2 separate regions of the Macaca mulatta genome follow, and region 1 is linked to region 2. A link is a contact called in public Hi-C data. All regions are on one chromosome and are shown on one strand. Each heading gives the region's core, a stretch centred on a gene start, on an enhancer-like site or on the middle of the called end of the contact. The rest is flanking DNA. Distances are from core to core; before and after follow the strand shown.

Region 1 (4,844 bases), core at 435-2,934, 240 kb before region 2:
GCAGGCATGTTGATTAACAAAACAATTAATGACAAAAAATTAATAAAGGCTGCTAGATAACCATCTAAGAACAATCAGTTACACTGCTTTTTTTCTGTCTTAAAATATTTATCTACAAGTCAGGGGGAAAATGATTATCACTTCCTGTGTAATGATGGTCAAATTGAAGTCTTTGATTTAGATATGTGTGCCTTTAAATGTCCCATAGTCAAATCTGTTTCAGAAGTAATTCACGCTACATACCCTTTGGAGATATTTATAAAGTGTGTTAATATATTAAAAGCATAGAAAAACTTATGTCACTTCGTTTAGCTCAAGATCTCCTAAAAGTATTTGCCACAAACTCATTTTTTCCCATGGACATACTATAGGACACTTGTACGATGTAACTGCAATGTTTCTGAGAACATAGTTTACAAAATTGTGGCTTGTTATCAGTTATGTATATTTGTGTGTGTATAACCAGTATTATTATCCTGAGTAATCCTTTATTTGTATTGATCCTGACTGGGCATATTTAAATATGATTAAAAGGTGTATATTTCTGGGCTCCAACTCTGGAAAATCTGATTTAGTATATTTGTGGGGTAGCGTGATCTGTGCACTGATACTTTCTTAAAGCTCTGATGGTGATTGTGATGGAAACAAGGGTTAAGAACAACTGAGAAAGATGCTTCCTTATCCATATTTTCTTTTTAAACATTTTCCAGAATAGGTTTATTCCCATATTAATTGTATTTTTGCTTCTTATGAAAATGTATGTTTTCATTTACCTAAATCCAGGGATATATACCTGATTTATACAATATACTTCAGATAGCAAAAACCATTTAATTATATTAATGTCTTAGTAAGTATACATTTTTGTAGCTCTTTGCTTCCTCTAGGATCGGTTGTGAACATCGTTAAAGTACAAAGAATCATCAAAAGATGTTTGCATAGGTGGTCAAATATTTTATTAGTGTATTTAGTGCTATCAACAGCGTTTACTATTTAATAAGCAGCTACTATGTGGATGACATTGTCTTAAATACTGTTACATATTATTTTATCTAATCATTGTAGAAATAAATCCTACAAAGTAGATGGTATTCTCTTCTTTTCACAGACGAAAGTTCAAAATCATAAATATGTGTATGCAAGGCTAAAGAACTTGTAGCAAAATGAGTCTAGATTTAAATGCAGATCTGTCTGACTCTAAAAACCCCCATGCTTGTTCAACTACATTGCGCTATAAGGAAAAAATATTTAATGCTAAATCCAGTATTTGTGCTAAAGAACTATTAGGGACTCAAAAATGAGTAAATATTATGTATAATCATCAAAATGGGATTCAGAGTACCACACATTAAAATTTATTGTTAAAAAGTGCAAATTGCTGGACAATGACTACAAAAGGGGTAGATTCTTATATTTCAGAAAAACAGGAGAGGAAAAGTGAATAGGCCTACAGCTGACAAAAATGGTAGAATGAACTTGTCTGTCCTTCAGTATTTTTACCCAAATCTGTAAGGAAAGAAGAACAGAACATGCTAAAAAAAGTCATGATTTTATTATGTCTGTGCTTTGAAACAAAGCAAAACAAACAAAAGCTTTTGCCAATCAACCTACACCTTGTAAAAGAAGTGGGGTGAGGGAAAGAATAGGTGAATGAAGCTCCCCATAGAAAATAAACAGTGCTAAGACAGTGAGTGTCTGTGAATTTAATCTAGTTCTGTAGAAACGTGTTTACAGCACCAACCACAACCCTTTCTAAATGAGCCAGGAGAGAAATTAAAATTGTACTTTTTTGTGAACTAACTACAATATAATAAAAAATTCACAGAAAATAAATGTTAGATTATAGGGAGTGCACCTAATAGAAACTAATCTCCCATCTCACAAACAGAATCAAATGTCCGCTGAGGCTGCACAAAAGCCTTCCACTCCTAAAAGCCGAGAATAATAAAAGCAAAGGCTGATAAATGCACTGCTTATTTTTTCTTATTTCCCTTTAATGAAAACTCTGAACAGAAACACTTGGTTTACTTTCAAAATCATTAAAGGAACCCAGGCATAATGGGAAAAGCTACACTTTCAAATAGAAGAGGTTTTCAATGTGTTGTTCTCATAAGACTGCTGTTTGCACAGCTAAAAGCTAACAGCAGTGTCTTTACTGCTCTTGTGGTTTCTTCTCTTCGGTGTACTTCTGTTTTTCTTATTCTGAGTCTTTATAGGAAAGGAAGAGGCGCAGCTCATGCGGTTAAGCACACAGGCGCTACCAAATGGTGCAATACGTTGCCATAGCACCAGCATAATCAGCCCTATCTCGGGGTTAAAACCACAACTTCTCTAGTTGACGTTGAGCTGCCTGACTATACATTTAACTGCTACAAAATGCTGAATTTCCAGATTGATTTGTGTTTGCTTCAATAGAAATGTATTTCAAAAGTAAGGTTAGTTTTATTATGCGTTTTATTTCAGAAGCACTTCATTTTGAAAAGCACTCACGAATGCTATTTTGATGACAAAAATAAGTTAAACCCAATCTTATATTTAAAAACATAAAAAGTCACCGTTGATTTGGCCAGCAATTAAACTTTATTAATTCATTACATTATGAAACCTGGAGAAAATAGATCACAAAGAAAAAAGTAAGACAAAATGTTTATTTGTAAACAGAACTCACATTCCTTTACCACTAGATAATGAAATGATAAAATATAGTCTAGGCAAGGATATTTCCTATTTGTTCAGAGACATTATCATCACATATGAAATACAACCCTACCAGTGGGAAACATGGCATTGCACGCTTTGCAAGCAAATGCACTGCGCTAAGTTGAACAGCTTCCTAGATACACACTTGATAGTCTCATGAAAGACAATGCCTGAAAAAAAAGACATGTGTAGAAACATTTTGCTGCCTTGTCACATTCCCTGATACCCTGCAGCCCTAGTTGGTAACCATTTTCCATGCTGTGTATTCCTACCAGTTGTCTTATGTTCTGACTAAATAATTATTTCATAAGATAGAAAATATTAAAATAATATATTAACATTCATTAATAATAAATCCTGAAAAGGATAATGAGATCCTTTTCATTTAACTTCTTTGGGAAAATTCATATTGGGCCAGCTCTTCATCCCTTTATACATCAGAAAGTGGTTTCTCGATCTTTAGTAAACAAGGAACATTTACCGAATACCTACTATTTGATACGTTATCATATATAATCCTCCTAATATTTCTATGTGATAAGCATTATTATTCTTGTTTTATAAAGGACAAAAGGAAGACACAGCTGGTTTAAATATATTGCTTTGAATATAGAGTAACAGTGCAAAAACTCAATCCCAGGTCTACTAGAATCCAAAGCTCCTGCATTTCCTCCTAACTCCATAATGCTGCCTCCTGGGAATAGAGGATTCAGAGCATCCATTTCACATCATTCTCCTGAATTTCGGTACATAGTCCTTGAATTCCTAGTATCTGTGGTCTGTGGCTTCCTCTTACTTTCCATTGCCTTTACCCTGGTCCAGGTACTTATCATGTCCTATTTCAATAATGTTTATACTCAGTTTCTAAACTGACGACTTCCTCCATCCCTTCCCCATGCATGCTAGATACTGCCACATTGATCTACTTGTAAAATGCACTGATGTGTGTCCCTTTTCTGTTAAAATATTTTAGTAGATTCCAAACTCTTTACTATTCACTTTACATCAATTCCTCTGAACTTTATATAACTTTACATCATTCCTCTTCAGTTCAAAGGAGACTGTTGTATCTTTTTTTTTTTTTTTCTTCTTCTATGAGAGAGTTTGCTCTGTGGCCCAGGCTGGAGTGCCGTGGCACTATCTCAGTTCACTGCAACCTCCACCTCCCGGGTTCAAGCGGTTCTCCTGCCTCAGCCTCCTGAGTAGATGATGGGATTACAAGCATGCAGCACCACACCTGGCTAATATTTGTATTTTTAGTAGAGACGGGACTTCACCATGTTGTCCAGAATGGTCTCGAACTCCTGACCTCAAGTAATCCGCCCGCCTCGGCCTCCCAATGTTGTGGCTATTAAACAAGACAGTTTGTGAAGCTTTTAGTAATATTTTTAAAATAATATAAATGAACCCCGGCTTCCCTGGCTAGTTTTCAGAGGCTGCCGAGTCGCCGTTGCGCCTGCTCCTGGCCTAGTAGAACGCCCAGCTGCGCGCTCCGCTCTTGCGCAGCCATGCCAGGGGGACCTCAGCAAGCGATTCAGTCCCTTGAGCCTGCAGGAAGGGGACGGGCAGCCGCAGCACTCGCTGCCTGTCACCTACGCCAGGGCGGCGGTGGACGAGCTGGGCAAAGTGCTGACGCCCACCTAGGTTAACAGACCCTCCAGCATTTCATGGGATGATCTTGATTAAAGGAAACTCTACACCTTCGTCCTAACAGAAACCGATGCTCCCGGCAGGAAAGAGCCCCAGTACACAGAATGGCGTCATTTCCTGGTGGTCAACATGAAGGGCAATGACATCAGCAGTGGCACAGTCCTCTCCATTACGTGGGCTCGGGGCCTCCGGAGGGCACAGGCCTCCACCGCTATGCCTGCCTGGTTTACAAGCGGGACAGGCTGCTGAAATGTGACCAGCCCATCCTCAGCAATGGATCTGGAGACCACGGTGGCAAATTCAAAACGGCATCCTTCGGTCAAAAGTACGAGCTCTGCCGGGCGTGGTGGCTCACTCCTGTAATCCCAGCACTTTGGGAGGCTTAGGCCGGTGGATCACGAGGTCAGTAAATCAAGATCATGCTGGCCAACGTGGTGAAACCCCGTCTCTACTAAAAATACAAAAAAAAAAAAAAAAAAAAAAAAAAAAAGCTG
Region 2 (4,954 bases), core at 617-3,116:
CATGCTTTTTCATCTATGGTGACTTAATGCTGCAATGGCAAAGGACTTTCCCCTAGGAAAGGCAATTAGGGATAGGTGGAAACACATATTAGAACATTTATGATAATGAGAAAACTACTTTTAATTGAGTACATTAAGGCTGATCTACAATGATTAAAGCAAAACTCTATTCAAAATGAAGCTTTATTATCACATTTGAAAACCTATACTATGAAACAATTTTTAACTGCAAAATATTTACAAAATACAACTTTGCATCTCTAGTAATATCAAAACCAAAGTGAATTATCTGAAATGAAGAAGAAAAAGCAGGAAAAAGAAAAAAAAATTGATTGCATATGACTAGCAGCAATTGATATAAAGCTACTCAATATGTTAATGGATCTCTGTACTGATTTTCACTCTTTAGGAATTTTCATTTAGTGTTTCATACTTCTGAATATTGTATTTAGGGATATTTCATTAAGGTTGGATTGTTTCCAACAGTTGTAATTATTGTTCCATTCTCTAGATAACTCCGACATCATGGGTGATGAAGCTCTGTATGAAACTTGACATAAGGCTTTCCCTGCTTGCCTCTCTTGCAGGCAGTGTGAGTGACCCTCTCTCCCTATACATGCGTTTAATTCTTCCTCCCCTTACACTCACTTCCTAACCCTACTCCTCTTCTCACTGTTTTAGATCTAAGCTCTCAAAAACCCCTAAGGAAAAAAAAAAAGGCAAAGGCACATGTGGCTTTTGCCGCGCATTGGAGAGTATGAGACAGGGTTTGAATGCTAATTCAGATACCCACTCTAAAATGAGGCTAATGATACTGCACAGTGTGGTTGGGAGATGAAATAACACGTGCAAGTGCCTTTAAAATTTTAATGTGCAGAGAAATAGAAAACATTATTCTATTTCAATTCTGAAGAAAAATATGTAAATATGTCACATTTTGTCCCTTGATCAGCAATGGTTCCAAATCAAGAGTGTCTCAACTATGCCTGTTTTCCGCATAACTTTTACATAAAGTTCTGAAAATACTGCTACCATTTTATAAGGAAATGGAGGGCAATCAAGGCAGAAACTGTTTGGTAAACAGTGGTTTGTTTACTTGAGGTAGAAACAATTCTCTCATTTATGAGTTGTTTATTCTCTTCAGTGAACATTTTCCTCTTTGTATCTCGGTTCTAAACCCTCTCTGAGAACATATATTTCAAAAGCACACAGAATAAAATCACATCGATCCTCAGGTCTCTGTTTTACTTCATCATGTTTGGGTGGGAGGTGATTTAATTTATCTATGGCTGTGATTTTCATCGTCTATCTTGTGAGATACTGTTTGGTTTTACTTGTGGATTAATTTCATCCTTAATACTCTTAAAAATAAAAGGGACATATGTTTTTGGTTATGTTTTGGGGGTTCTTTTCAAGCTATACTTTAATCAATGACTTCTCACACCAGTAAATGTGATAAAACTTCAATACCCAATCAACTTTAATAATCCAAACAAGAAAATGCTAGCCTGGATCAGCCAGGTGACTCGTTTAAACATAGAATTGAAGATAATGTGTTAAAGCCAATGCCTGATTTAAGATATCTCCACAGTCGCTTTGATAATTCTGTTTTGAAGCACTAGATGGCACTATGAATTCACTTAATTTGGAACCAAACTAGCCCATCCATAATTTCAAAGAGAAAAAAAGATGAGAATTTTCCTTAACTGATTTGATAGTCTGACACATATTCTTAAGGAAATGAATTTATATGATGTAACAGTTATTTCATTAAGTTTCAGCGAAAAAAAGCATTCTCTTTTGGCAAGGAAAATGTGACTGTTTCTACAAACACAAACCAGTCAAATCAGCACTCAAAGTCTAGTCAGAGAAAAAAAGAAAGTCAGACATGCTTGTTGGCCAACTTGACTGCTTTTTGACTGACTTAAATATTTTCTTGACTACTTGACAGTCAAAACAGTCAAGCCAGTTTGTGTGTGTCAATACAGACTGTACTTTATATGTTACAAAGTGAATGTCTATGTTTGTTAGATTTCTTTTCTGCCGTCTTTGTAGTCTGGCTGGTTAGCTCGGCTGGTTAGGGCAGTCTACTAATGAGGCCAAGGTCACCCTGGTTTCCATTCCTGCCTTGGGGGATATGTTCTCCTCACAGAGGGAGAGGCTGTTCTTTGGCTAGGAACTGCATTCTTCACTCTGGCCAGCCATCTCACAAATACCTGATCTTAAAAGATTACTGCATATGGACGTCTACATGATCAGAATAAACATATCATTATAAGAAGACAAAAACAACTCAAATTGTATATTCTATTAACAGCAGAACCACGATGTCATTTTTCTAAAGAAAGGACTCAAGAGAGTCCTTCTAAAATCAGTTTTGTTAACTAGCAAAGTTCTATTTCTTTTCTCTCCATTCAAATTTTGTATATTGTCAAGAACTTGCTTAGGCAGAGAGCTAGCTACTGAAGAATAGAGAAAGGAATAGCTGTTATCACAATGACTTCACAATATAGTGAGGAAGATAAACAAGCAAACAAATATTAGATAATGTGATAAATACTACTATAAAGGTATATACATAAATTTCCAAGGAAGTGAAAATAAAGTCTAATTTCCAGGCAGTTATACGAGCTAGATCTCAAAGAATTGACATGAATTCAACTACAGTATATGGTAAATGGCATTTCAGGTGAAGAAATAGTGTGTGAAGACAGAGAGATGTCTGAGTGGCAGGTCTCCAAACAGAGAAGTGTTTCCTGTGCCTAGAATTTTGGGTATGTGGTGAGAAGTGGCAAGAGCTGACCTGGTAAGGTAAGAGATCTAAATAAAATCAAGGGAGTTTTCCATAACCTAAAAACTTTGTGAAATCCAAAGTCTAAAATAAATATCCAGGAGTCCCTACTAATAAAAACAATTGAATAAATAAGAAAGTTGGGGGAGATTAGACACATCTTTTGTCCAAAGAATCCCAAATTATGCAGAAAAGTCACCCCCACCCAAGAAGGTGAAACCTAACTCCTCACTCCATGTAAGTTGTACAGTGACTTTCTTCTAAACAGCACAACTCAGAAAAAGTGGGGAGGAATAACTTGACTATAGACAATCTTGACAAACACACCTCAGCCAGGTGATCACTGTTAACATTAATAGTGATAAGTATTATGATGGTATTTTATGGCTATGGTCTTCCTCCCCAAAGCTCATAACCCCAACCTAACCATGATATCCGGCAAATCCCAACTGAGGTACATTGTATAAGATACCAGTACTCCTTAGCTAGGCATGATGGCACATGTTTTTGGTCCTAGCTACTCAGGAGGGTGAGGCAGGAAGATTGCTTAAGCTCAGGAGTTTGAGGCCAGTCTAAGGCAATCATCAAGACCCCATTGCTATATTGAAAAAAAAAAAAAAACAGATTTAAATATACTTATTTTTTTAAATGCAAGTACATCTCAACATTTTTGTAGTCATCAAAAATTGTCAGTCAAGTGGAAGCTAAGAAAACGTGAGAGTTAACTTATATATGACAATCTGGATAGGATCCTAGAACAGAAAAAGAGCATTAAGTTAAAAACCAAGGAAATCTGAATAAAACAAGGACTTTACTTAATAATGTAGCAACATTCATTCATTAATTGTGACAAATGTACCATACCAATACATGATGTTGATAATAGAAGACACAGAGTATGAGATATGAGACCTTTCTGTACTGTCTTTACATTTTTTCTGTAAATATAAAGCTGTTCTAAAAAAAAATCTGAGTCAAAAATTGTCATTTTGAATAAAATTAACATATTATTTTTAAAAAAATATTTGTGAAAGTGGTAACATTCACTACCTCTATCTACCATCTAAAAGGAAAGAAAGAAGGAAGAATGGAAGGGAAAATTGAAGAAAAGAAGGAAGGCAAATTGCTGGCTATAAAAATGTCTAAACATGTGAGTGTACATAACACATTTATATAGCATAATTGAAGTTTTTATAGAATAACTGAAGGAATATAGCTATTGTCAAACTCATAATCAACAGACAAATGTGAGGAATAGACATGTAATATAACTGCAGAATGTGAATTGTGTATCTCATATTTTTGCACTAGAGGGGTGACTGAAAGGACATCAGTAGAATTTATGTTAGGCATTTAAGTCCTCCAAAGTCTTATTAAAATATAAACAATCTCTCATTCATTGCTGGTAGGAATGCAAAATGGTACAGCACTTTGGAAGAGTTTGCTGGTTTCCTACAAAACTAAACATAATATTAACATGTGATCCAGCAATTGTGCTCCCTGATACATACCCAAAGGAGTTGAAAACTTATGTCTACAAAAAAACTTGCACAAAGATGTTTAAAGAAGCTTCATTCATAATTCCTAAAACTTGGCAGCAACCAAGATGTCCCTCAGCAGGTGATTGGATAAGTAAACTGTGGTACATCCAGATAATGGAATATTACTCTGCACTAAAAAGAAGTGAGCTATCGGTGGGGCGCAGTGGCTCAAGCCTGTAATCCCAGCACTTTGGGAGGCCGAGACAGGTGGATCACGAGATCAGGAGATCGAGACCATCCTGGCTAACACGGTGAAACCTCATCTCTACTAAGAAATACAAAAAAACTAGCCGGGCGAGGTGGCGGGCGCCTGTAGTCCCAGCTACTCGGGAGGCTGAGGCAGGAGAATGTCTTAAATCCGGGAGGCGGAGCTTGCAGTGAGCTGAGATCCGGCCACTGCACCCCAGCTTGGGTGACAGAGCGAGACTCCGTCTCAAAAAAAAAAAAAAAAAAAAGAAGAAGAAGAAGTGAGCTATCAAGCCATAAAAAGACATAGAAGAAACTGAAATATATTACTAAGTGATAGGAGCCTATCTGAAAAGGCTATGTATCATTCCTACTATATGACATTCTATAGAAAAACAAACTATGGATGACAAACAGATCAGTAGTTGTCAGGAGT

What was found. Hi-C and Micro-C count contacts between places; a contact is called where the count stands out from the background.
Region 1: a contact with region 2 is called in a Hi-C map of CD4 T cells, with 5 times the contacts expected there. The contact joins two enhancer-like sites. A contact is called at or near these places in 3 of 14 Hi-C or Micro-C datasets (CD4 T cells, fetal cortical plate and sperm).

What each region holds. Positions count from the first base shown.
Region 1 is chr1:56,321,726-56,326,569 of T2T-MMU8v2.0, reverse strand. The region is part of intron 2 of PTPRC (protein tyrosine phosphatase receptor type C); the gene reads right to left. It also overlaps the pseudogene LOC100428174. Among named protein-coding and RNA genes, the nearest start is that of PTPRC, 43 kb to the right of the region's middle. Within about 2 kb of position 1,684, at least 27 of the 40 cell types and tissues checked have an H3K27ac peak or open chromatin away from gene starts, as enhancers often do. A contact at or near this core is called in CD4 T cells, where this site is marked.
Region 2 is chr1:56,077,568-56,082,521 of T2T-MMU8v2.0, reverse strand. No RefSeq gene overlaps it. Among named protein-coding and RNA genes, the nearest start is that of ATP6V1G3, 100 kb to the left of the region's middle. Within about 2 kb of position 1,866, at least 1 of the 40 cell types and tissues checked has an H3K27ac peak or open chromatin away from gene starts, as enhancers often do. A contact at or near this core is called in CD4 T cells, where this site is marked.